Regions from separate parts of the Sus scrofa genome. Here region 2 is linked to region 1. A link is a contact called in public HiChIP or PLAC-seq data. All regions are on one chromosome and are shown on one strand. Each heading gives the region's core, a stretch centred on a gene start, on an enhancer-like site or on the middle of the called end of the contact. The rest is flanking DNA. Distances are from core to core; before and after follow the strand shown. Region 1 holds the start of DNAJB5 (dnaJ homolog subfamily B member 5). Region 2 holds the start of PIGO (GPI ethanolamine phosphate transferase 3).

Region 1 (5,447 bases), core at 1,889-4,388:
CTCTGGGTGAGGTCACCTGAGCATCGTGGTCTCCTACGCCATGGCTCAGGCATGGTGCCCAGACTAAGGGCAGCTGGGGCAGTGGCCCAGGACTGGGAACAGGCCTGGGTCTTCTGCCAGCTACCTTGGCCAGCCAGGCTGAGTCAGGGTGTGGGTGCCTGGATTTCTCTCGGCCATTGGAGACCCCAGGCCTCCCTGCCCCCGCTCCTCAAACCATGCTAAGTCTCACGTGTGATTCAGATCAGAGGATGACTCACAGCCTTTGGAAACTGCTGTTTCTAACTCCCTCATTAGTCGGGGGAGTGGTGAGTGTGTGACACTGTCCTTTCCCCAACCAGGACAACAGTTCCTTTTACTCATTTCCCAATGTCTACACACAAAACTATGTATAAGATATGTCTGTGCCACCTAGGCTTCATTGTTAGTGAACAAAAGCATTCTGGAGATAGGTAGGGCCTTTTAAAATAGTTGTTAGGAGACAACTGGGCACTAACCACCATTTCCTTAATACATTCTCTACCAGTCCTTTCCTTTCACCTGCCCTATGGTTTAGGACCTGGCCCAGTGCCAGGCCCACACTCCTCTGATAGTTCCTTCCATGCTGGGTGCAGAGATATTTGTTATTTATAAGAGGGAGAAATACAGGGCTCTAGTTCTTCCACTTTAATCTCCCTCCACCAATGTCTCTGCAATGGATATGAGAGAAGGGAACTTTCTGTAGCTAGAGCTATTTGGGGGAATGACCAGAAGCCATCTGCCAACCCTTCTGAAACTTGGCCAACCCCTGCCAAAGCCCGTAGAACCAGAGTCTTTCTAGCAATGTCCTAGGCTGGCAGCCACAGCTGAGGCCTGCTTTTATGCCTCTGCTTCAGAGAAGTATACAGGGTTTTCTGGCAGCAGTGAGGGCTTCAGTGGGTCAGGGCAGACCTCAAGGTCCCAGGTAGGCAGTGACAATGGCCCTAGTTCCTGCCCCCACATGGCCTGTTGCAGGTGGCTGGGTTGACTCATGGTTCTGGGAGTCACCTCGTTCTGATGAAGAGAAGTCTCCATTAGGGCGGATACTCCCCCTTTCCCCCCTACCATCATGTCATGCCTGGTGGGGGAGGCTGGGGTTGGGGGAGGCAGAGAAAGAGCATATGGGGGAGGGCAGCCATTTTCGGAAGCAGCAGTAAATGCGTCTGAGAGGTGAGCTGGGGGTGGTCTGCCATCTCTGCCTCAGCCCACACCTTCTTTCCCCGGAAACTGAGAAGGAACCCGAGCACACCAAGAGGTGCCTTCAGAGAACTGTAGCAGTTTTTAGGCAGAGAGTGAGTGGAACGGCTTGCCGTCCCCTCACCCTCCCCTTGCTGTCCCTGCATTACCTCTTCATCTGGCCAGCTTCCTCCCTGGCACCCACCTGCTAGCTGTTTTAGACCTATAATTCTCTTGCCTCCACAGACATAGGGCAAGCTCTTTCAAGAACTGCTTTTTCCCTCCTTCTTTCCTCCCTCCCTCCTTTTCTCCCTCCCCTACCCACAAGCCACGTGTTGGAGTGACAAAGGAGCCCCATGGCATGGCACTGCCTTTGATGGAGAATGTTAATGTAGAAGCAGGAATGAAAAATGAGAAATGGCAAGGGTGACTGATATAGGGAGGGGGAATGGTTGATACAGAAAATGAAGCACTGATGGAGGGGGATGAGGGATGACAAAGGGAAATATTTGGCTTAGGTGGCAAGTAGGGTACCGGTGGGTTTAAAGAGAGAGAGATGTAGAGAGTTGAAATACTAGAGGAGGTGTTCATGGAAAATGGATGCCTGAAGGGTTTGGTATAGAAAATGAATGATAAAGCATGCAGTTCATTCAAATGTAAGGGTGGAGTAGAAGGGGGTTCTTATATGTCACTGGGGATGAGATGAAGATGAGATGGAGGAAGCAGGTAGGCAATGGACAGGAATGCGACATGGAGAATTTGACTTGGTATGGGTATGAGTGCCCTTCTCCAGAGGGACTTACCGAAACTTTACAAACCCATTCAGCGTCCACGCTCGAAGTTTTAAGGGCTCCAGCTGAATTTTAAACATCAAGCTGGCTAAGAAGTCTTCTCCCCAGAAGTGTGGGAAGCTCCGGAAAGCTCCTCGGGCCTGTAGTGGGGGTGCTGCTGGGGATGGGCAGGAGAGCACTGTGCGCTTAAACATGCCCAGCCCAGCCCCTCACCTCGGATCGCTCCACTGGAGCCTGCTCGGAAAGCTGCAGCTCTGGAAGCCACCTCCTCAGGCCCTTGCCCAGCAAGGCTTGTCCGGTGCAGCAGGAGCTGGACCTGATCCCCAGGTGTGGCGAGTGAAGGGACAGGGTCCAGCGGCCACCTGCTCTCAGGTGCAGCAATGTCTGGCTGATTGTGAATGGCTGTATGGCAGTGTGACAGTAAGGCTGGCAGTGCGAAGAGTGTGTGCTTGTAAGTGGCAGCGTGTGTACCTGTGACAGGTGTGATAGTCTGTGAGGGCTTAAGAGGCAATGGGTTCCTCTCGCTTCTCTCTCCGTAGAGGACCAGACCCCAATTCCCAAGAACCTACTCAATGAAGTCACTGACAGGGAGTCTCCTCCCTCGCTGATGGGCGGGGCGGCGCGGGGAGAGCTCCGCCGGGACAAAAGGCGCGGCAAGGAGAGGAGGGGAAGAGAGGGGAGGGGGCTGGGGCGGGGGAGGGTGGTCGGTGATGTCACCGGGGCTGGCTGGCAGGGCCGGCTCAGAAACGCCTCCGCCCCACGAAACCCAATGCAACCCAGCCTGACCCTCTCTCGGCTCAGACGCTGGCTGCCCCCCGAGGGTCGTGGACATCGAGCACCTTGCAGACCCCGAGTCCCCACACCCCCACGGCGGAAGAGCCGATGGGCCTTCAGTGTCCCAACCCCCCGACACCAGGACCCCTGGCTTCGCGAAGCCCCCGCTCCCGGGACCCTCGAGTCCTGGCTCGGCGCCCTCACCGGTGAGGAGCTGCGGGCGCCACCGCGGTCCGTCAGACAGCCGCTGCCCCCTCACCCGGCTCCGGCTCCGCCGCCTCCACTCGGGACAGGAGTCGCCTGCCCGCCGGCGGCAGACAGCGAGCCCGGGAACCCGCCCCCACAGCTCCGCCTTCGCGATGCCCATTGCTCCATCTGCCCGTCATTCAGCTTGGCTTCTGTTGTAATTGGACAGCTTTCAACGAGTGGCTCTGTGATAGCCACCCACTCTCCGCCCCTGTCACCCGGCCACACGCGCACACATTCCGGACAGTGATTGGTGTGAGTCTGATTGGTGCACTCCACAATCAATCAACCACACCTCTTCACTATCTCGCCGTTTCATTGGTGAAAGGAACAGAGGGCGGCAACTCCACGCGCCCTTTGATTTTATTGGTTGGTCTCTGGGGCTCAGACCGGACTCGGGGGGACAACTATTTTAGTCCAATCTCTGGTTGGAGAAGGTGGGACGTACTGGCCACCGCTCGAATCCCGGGAGAAGCTTCTGGAACCCGTGCAACGTCAAAAGCAGCCTTAAAGGAAAACTGCGCTCACCACTTGGTGGTGACTCTGGGCATTCTTTCCTTTCTTTTTTTTTGGGGGGGGGGAGAGGTGAGGGGGTAGGGGAGAGAATAGTGCACTCTGGGAGGTGTAGTCCCTGGAGCAGAGTCAAAAGATCACACCTTCTTACTCATCTTCCATTTAATCGTAAACTGACCTCGCCCTGACCTGATTTAGCTTTATATTACCGTGACCCGGAATTGACCTGATGTGACCTAACAATCTCAAAACAGACTCTGGTAGATGTGTAGAGTTTAAGTACCTTTCTGATCTCTCCTTTGTAATTGGGTAGTTCTTTACAGGTTTAGCACCTTCATGCTTCCCTGAGTCCCCTTTTCATCCTCTGTATAATCCCCTCATCCCTGCTCCCTTATGCAGCCCGTTCTCAACAAACCCCACAATCCCCATTAAAGTTCCCCCTATAATCTTTCATCTTTCTTTTCCTTTGAGTTCCCACGTTTTAGCTCCCCTTTATCATCCTCTCATCTTGGCCTCATATGATCTCCTGTCCTTCCCTCATCATCCTCTGTCTTACCCTATTCTTAATCCTTTATTTACTCCCATGAACTCCCCTACCCTGGCCCCCTTTTAATCTTTCATCCTAGCTCCATGGTCTCCTTTCTTAACACCCTCAGAATCTCTCATCTCAGTACTTCCCCACCCCCATTAAATCTCAGCCCCAGTGTCCCCGATGTTCAGAGCAGGCAGGGCTGTGGAGGCGGTTGCCAGCGGAAGCCGACGCTTGAGCAGACACGGTGCCTAGCGCCCACGTCACTGTCTCCCAGACCCATCTGTGCTAGAGGGAGCGGGGGTAGGAAGGGGGTAATCTGGGGGTGAAGAGGGGGAAGGAGTTCTTGGGGGGTTTGAGGACAAAGGAAGGGCCAGGGCAGAAGCTTTCACATATCTCTCATTCTTTGAGGGTTCCCAATTCAGAAATTGGATACCCATGTGGTCATGCAAACTGGATAGGGCTGGAAACAGATTTGGAGAGCATCAGTACCTAGGCAGCAGAGCAGGGCAGGGAAGAGGTCTAAGGATCCTGAGGTCAGGTCTACATATCCTCTACTGCCTGCCTTCTTACTAGTATTCACAAGGGGGATCCCAGGTGTAAAGGGGTATGGGGTGTGAAGGAAGGAAGAAAGTGTGGTAAGAGGACAATGGAGGCGTTTCTGTCCTGCCTCAGGGGTAACGAACACGACTAGTATCCAGGAGGATGCAGGTTTGATCCTTGCCCCTGCTCAGTGGGTTAAGGATCTGGTGTTGCCATAAGCTGTGTTGTAGGTCGCAGACACACCTTGGATCCTGTGTTGCTGTGGCTGTGGTGTAGGCCAGCAGCTACAGATCCAATTTGACCCCTAGCCTGGGGACCTCCATATGCAGGTGCAGCTCTAAAAAAAAAAGGAGGATGAAGAGGAGGCAGAGTAAGGGGGTTAAGGATAGGAGGGAGGGGAGGGAAGATGGGGTAGGGGAAACGGAGAGTGGAGGAGAGGGGAGAGGGGTGAGGTGGATGGGGAGAGGAGGGAGGAGAGAAACGGTGGGAGGTAGAGTGGAGGAGATGAGAAGGAAAGGGGAAATGAGGAACAGGGATTAGAAGGGAGGGGAGATGGGGTAAGTAGCAAAAGAGATGGGATGAAGGGGAATGAGAAAGGGAGGGGAGGTGGGGTGACGGGGGAATGGAATAGTGTGACATGGAGGTAGGAAAGGGAGGGTGAGGGGGCCCAGAACTGCTAATGGATCTGGGGGTTCTCACTCCCCCACCTCCAGACTCATGGGGGACTGGGGTGTGGGTGGCTCTGCTTCTTCCTATTCCAATTCTGTCGATTTTGCCTCCTCCAGTCTTGCCTGTGCCAACACGGAGGCAGAGTTTAGTCACCGGCCCTTACCTGGTCTCTGCTAATGCTAAAGTGTAGG
Region 2 (5,447 bases), core at 1,581-4,080, 98 kb before region 1:
TGCCCTGATAGAGTAGTACTGCTGAATGCTCAAAGGGTGCTCAGGGACTTGGGACACTCATTCATTCAAAAACACCTAATGATTGGGAGTTCCTGTTGTGGTTGAGAGGTTTAAGAACCTGACTAGTATCCATGAGGACACAGGTTTGATCCCTGGCCTCGCTCAGTGGGTTAAGGATCCAGCGATGGCGTGAGCTGTGGTGTACGTCGAAGATGAGGCTTGGACATGGTGTGGCTGTGGTGAAAGCTGGCAGCTGCACCTCTGATTAAGGCCTATGGCAGAGAAGTTGGGACCTTTGGAGCTTCTCACTGTGGCTGAAGGGTGGGGTGTTGGGGAGAGGTGACAACATGTCAAGGCCCAAATCACAGGGAAATAGAGTCCCCCACTCTGAAAAGTTTGGACTTTGTCCAGGGAGGAGGGGCATGAAAGTTTTTTTTCCCCTTTCCATGAAGAATGTTAAGAAGATTAAGGCACAATAAAAAATAAATTAAAAAAAAAGATTAAGGTAATAACAGTGTTTTAGCTAGAGCTGTCCTGCAGCAATGTAACCAGAGGATTTGAACGAGAGATGAGAGGCTGGAAGGACCATAAGAAGGCTGCCTCTGATCCTGGAGAGGGTGATGAGGCCTGAGCTGAGGTAAGGGGCTTTGAGGATATTTCAACATATTTCTGAATTAGAATTTATTCACTTAATAACTATTTATTGAATCTCAACTATATGCCAGGCACTGAGGATATAGTAATAAAATTCCCTACTCCCAGTGAGCTTACATTCTATTTGGAAGGGACAAATCATCATATCAGCAGTTCCCTGATGGCTCAGTGGGATAAGGAATCAGTATTGTCACCGCTGTGTCTTGGGTTGCTGCTGTGGTACAGGTTCAGTCCCTGGCCCAGAAACTTCCACATGCCATGGACATGGCCAAAAAAAAGAAAAAAGAAAAAAGAAAGACGTACAGTATTTCAGATGCTGATGAGTTGTACTATAAAGGAAATTAAAGGAAGGGAGATGGGGAATTTGAGTAGAAGGGGCTGTAACATTAAGTAGAGGGTTGCAGGAAACCTCATTGATGTACATTTAAGCTTAGATATGGAAATTAGGGGAAGGCCATCTGGGTATCTGAGAATAAAGCTGACAGAGGAGATTGCAAATGCAAAGGTCCTGAGGCAGAGTACACTGCCTTGTAATTGGAAGTGCAAAGCAGCTGCAGTGGACAGCAAAGTTAAGGAAGCAAAGAAGTTGTAACTAGCTAAATCAGAGAGGGAAGTGGGGAATTTGTGTGTAGGAGCTGGCCATGTAGGGCAACTACAAGAACTTAGGCTTCACTCTGATTTGAGAAAATGTTGGAGAAGTTGTTTTGTTTTTAATTGAAGTTTTTCAGATACAATTCACATACAATGCAATGCACCTGCTTAAAGTGTAAATTCAATAATTTGTAGTATATTCACAGAATTGTGCAACTGTCACAATTTAGAACATTTTCATCACTGCTTCCCCATCCCCACCCTACCACAAAAACCCTGCACCCATTAGTAGTCAGTCCTCTCCCCCCAGCCTTAGACAACCACTACTTTACTTTGTAGATTTACTGTAAATGGAATAATATGTGCTATTTTGTTATTTATTGCCTTTTTTACTTAGCGTGTTTTTTTGTTTTTGTTTTTTTTTTCTATTTCTTTGGGCCGCTCCCGCGGCATATGGAGGTTCCCAGGCTAGAGGTCGAATCGGAGCTGTAGCCACTGGCCTATGCCAGAGCCACAGCGACGCGGGATCCGAGCTGTGTCTGCAACCTACACCATGGCTCACAGCAACGCCGGATCCTCAACCCACTGAGCAAGGGCAGGGACCGAACCCGCAACCTCATGGTTCCCAGTCGGATTCATTAACCACTGCGCCACGATGGGAACTCCCTTAGCGTGTTTTTTAAGTTTTATTCATGTAGTAGCATGTAGCAATACTCATCTTTTTTTTTTTTTTTGCCAAACACTATTCTATTGTATAGATATAGCATATTTTGTTCATCCATTCATCAATGAAGGGCATTTGTGTTGTTTCTACCTTTTGGCTATTATGATAATGCTACCATGAACCCTCGAGTGTGCAATTTTTTGTGTGAACACATGTTTTTCATTTCTCTTGGGTATAATACCTATGAGTGGAATTGCTGGGTCATATGGTAACTCTATGATTAACCTTCTGAAGAACTTGCTGGACTGTTTTCCAAAGTTGCATTTTACAATTCTAACAGCAGTGTATGAGGGTTCACATTTCTTCACACCTACGCCAATACTTGTTATTCACCTTTTTTATTACAGCCATCCTCGTGGGTCTGAGGTGGTATCTCCAGCATTCCCCTGATGGCTGATGATGTTGAGCATCTTCTTATGTGTTTATTGGTCATGCATCTATCTTTTGTGGAGAAATGTCCTTCATATCTTTGCTGATTTTAAAATTGGACTGTCTTTTTATTATTGCGTTGTAAGAATTAGTGAAAGACTTGGAGTTCCCGTAGTGGTGCAGTGGTTAAGGAATCCAACTTGGAACCATGAGGTTGCGGGTCCGAGCCCTGGCCTTGTTCAGTGGGTTAAGGATCTGGCGTTGCCGTGAGCTGTGGTGTAGGTTGCAGACGCGGCTCGGATCCCGCGTTGTTGTGGCTCTGGTGTAGGCCAGCAGCTACAGCTCCAATTAGACCCCTAGCCTGGGAACCTCCATATGCCTCGGGAGCGGCACTAGAAAAGGCAAAAAAAAAAAAAAAAAAAAAAAAAAAAGGCAAAAAAAAATTAGTGAAAGACTAGCAGAGAATGAATAAAAACGCATCAGTTGGAGTCAGCTTGGCAAAAAGGGGGTAATAAATACTGTCCTTATTTTATAGATGAGGTAATGCCCAGTAATGACAATGAGTGGCAGAGCTAGGACTTAAGCTAAGTTTGGTTCCAGAAGCACAGATCTTAGTCTTAACCAAGAATGGACAGTGGTTCCCAGAACTTTTTAGCTTAGTGCCTTGCCCCCAATGCTAAATTACCATAATCTCCCACCGATTCCTTCTCTGGCCAGCCCTGCGTTCCTTGCCGAACTTCCTCGGAGGCGCCAGCAGGTGGCGATGGGCATCCCTCGCGGGCTGCTCTATCCAGCGCACGCACCTCTGTGGTGCCAGGCCGCCGGCGCCGCCGCTGCACTTCCGGGCGCCGTTTAAGGTGAGCCAGGGTCTCCCCAAACCCCCTTAAGCTGCCTTTTCCCCTTAGTAAAGAACCCTCCCACCCCGCTCACAGAGGTCGCAGTCTGGCAGGTCTAGTACCCGGGTCTGGGTGCCTAGGCGGAGGCCGGGTGGCCATCGGAGGAGGTAGAGCCATCTGGACGATTGGTCCCGGCGAGGCCCAAACGCCTCAGAACCTCGCGCCTCTGCTCTGCTGCGCCGGAGAGCTCGCGCTTCTGGTCTCTTGGCGATCCTGGCAGTCCGGAAGCGGAGTAGGACTCCTTCCTTTCGTTCCCTCGAGCCCCGCCAGGCGGCGCCGTGAGCCTGGCCGGGATTCCCCCTGCGACTGCGAGCTTTGACCACCCCAGGGGTGTTGAAATTGGCGAGGAGAGAGGCGGAGAAACGGGCTGTCAGAAAGCAGTCTACCACTTGGAATAAGTTTCTCTCGTGGACTGTGTTTTCCATCATTAGGATCTCCTGGAGCACATGTGCAAATGCCTGTGCTGCATTGCCGAAGATCCTGATTCAGGGGATCTGGGGTGGCGCCTGGAAATCAGCATTTTAAAACAGCCGCTCCAGGTCGATGCCCATAGTCTGCGCACCTCACCTTCAGAAACTCTGGTATAACTGGTGGAGAGGAACATTGCACTGGGTTGGCTATGGGAGTGTTTATCTTGAGGAAGACTTCCAAGAGGAAGTGATCCTAGCTGGGCTTTGTATTGAGAGACTAGAAAATCCACTGGTTCTTTGCTTTACAGTTATGAATTCCCTCCCCCGCCACCACCAGGATGCAGAAGATCTCAGTACTGCTCTTCCTGGCCTGGGTCAGCTTCCTCTTCTATGCCGGCATTGCTCTCTTCACCAGTGGCTTCCTGCTCACCCGATTGGAACTCAACAACCACAGCAGCTGCCAAGAGCCCCCAGGCCCCGTGTTCCTACCATGGGGGAGCCAAGGGGAGCCTGGGGCCTGCTGGATGGCTTCCCGATTCCCCCGGCTTGTGTTGGTGGTGATAGATGCTCTGCGATTTGACTTTGCAAAGCCCCAGTTCTCACACGTTTCTGGGGAACCTCCTGTCTCGTTGCCCTTCCTGGGCAAACTGAGTTCCTTGCAGAGGATCCTGGAAAGTCAGCCTCACCATGCCAGGCTCTACCAATCAAAAGTTGACCCCCCAACCACCACCATGCAGCGTATCAAGGCCCTCACCACCGGCTCACTGCCAACCTTTGTTGATGCCGGCAGTAATTTTGCCAGCTATGCCATAGCAGAAGACAATCTCATTAAGCAGCTTACCAGCACAGGTTAGTCTGGGCCTCTTTGGAGGCCAGGAGTACCTTGGCGAATTTCTTCCTTAGAAGTAGCCAGAACTCTGGGTGCCCAGCTGCATGTTTAACTAGGAGTACAGAGAAGGAGAGTTACAACCCTGCATGCTGGGAGTGCAGGTCCGGGCTTTGTCCTTCTGGAGTTTCTAATCTGCTTGGGGTATTGGTTTTACTTTGGGAGAGCTCTCAGTAAAGGGGCAGGGGAAAGACCCAAGAGAAGATGTGGGTCTAAGAGTTCCCTTCGTGGCTCAGTGGTTAACGAATCTGACTAGAAACCATGAGGTTGCAGGTTCGATCCCTGGCCTTGCTCAGTGGGTTAAGGATCCGGCATTGCCATGAGCTGTGGTGTAGGTTACAGATGCGGCTCGGATCCTGTGTTGCTGTGGCTCTGGTGTAGCCGGTGGCTACAGCTCCAATTAAACCCCTAGCCTGGGAACCTCCATATGCTACAGGAGCGGCCCAAGAAATGGCAAAAAAAAAAAAAAAAAAAAAAAGATGTGGGTTTAGTGTTCTCACAAGTGAGGAGAGATCAGAGGGTCCAGGCTCTGTCCACTCACTGACTGGGAAAAAGGAAGGTGTACCAGGAAAAACAGAAAAACAGATAGCCAGGGATTGAGAACTAGCACAGCTTTTTGTAGGAATAAGGAATAAGTGGTCTGGGTGGTACATGGTTATCAGGGCAAGCTTCCTGGCAGAAAATTTTAGGCCTTGAAGGATAAAGAGTTGTTGGATGGACCTGCTGTGACTCAGTGCATGGTTTGGATTCTGATAGATCTGTAGAAGGTCCCTCCTGTTCCCCGTCCTCTGACTCCTGCTCCGGCTATGACTCACTCTTGTGTCTTTGTAGGAAGGCGTGTGGTCTTCATGGGAGATGAAACTTGGAATGATCTTTTTCCTGGAGCTTTCTCCCAAGCTTTCTTCTTCCCATCATTT

The links. HiChIP or PLAC-seq counts read pairs in DNA pulled down with a chosen protein or histone mark.
Region 2: an H3K27ac HiChIP or PLAC-seq map of skeletal muscle shows a contact between it and region 1. The contact joins the promoter of PIGO here to the promoter of DNAJB5 in region 1. A contact is called at or near these places in 1 of 5 promoter capture datasets (liver), 7 of 47 Hi-C or Micro-C datasets (alveolar macrophages, differentiating spermatogonia, embryonic fibroblasts and 3 more) and 2 of 2 datasets of contacts at active chromatin or transcription factors (alveolar macrophages and skeletal muscle).

The regions. Positions count from the first base shown.
Region 1 is chr1:235,788,348-235,793,794 of Sscrofa11.1, reverse strand. DNAJB5 (dnaJ homolog subfamily B member 5) reads right to left here and starts at 3,138. Exons shown (of 5, transcript XM_005654514.2): 1 at 2,961-3,138; 2 at 1,995-2,139. The coding sequence starts at 3,123. All of the region lies in intron 1 of LOC100525024 (protein FAM205A-like), which reads left to right.
Region 2 is chr1:235,885,721-235,891,167 of Sscrofa11.1, reverse strand. PIGO (GPI ethanolamine phosphate transferase 3) reads left to right here and starts at 2,830. Exons shown (of 10, transcript XM_021065447.1): 1 at 2,830-3,195; 2 at 3,953-4,493; 3 at 5,362-5,447. The coding sequence starts at 3,983.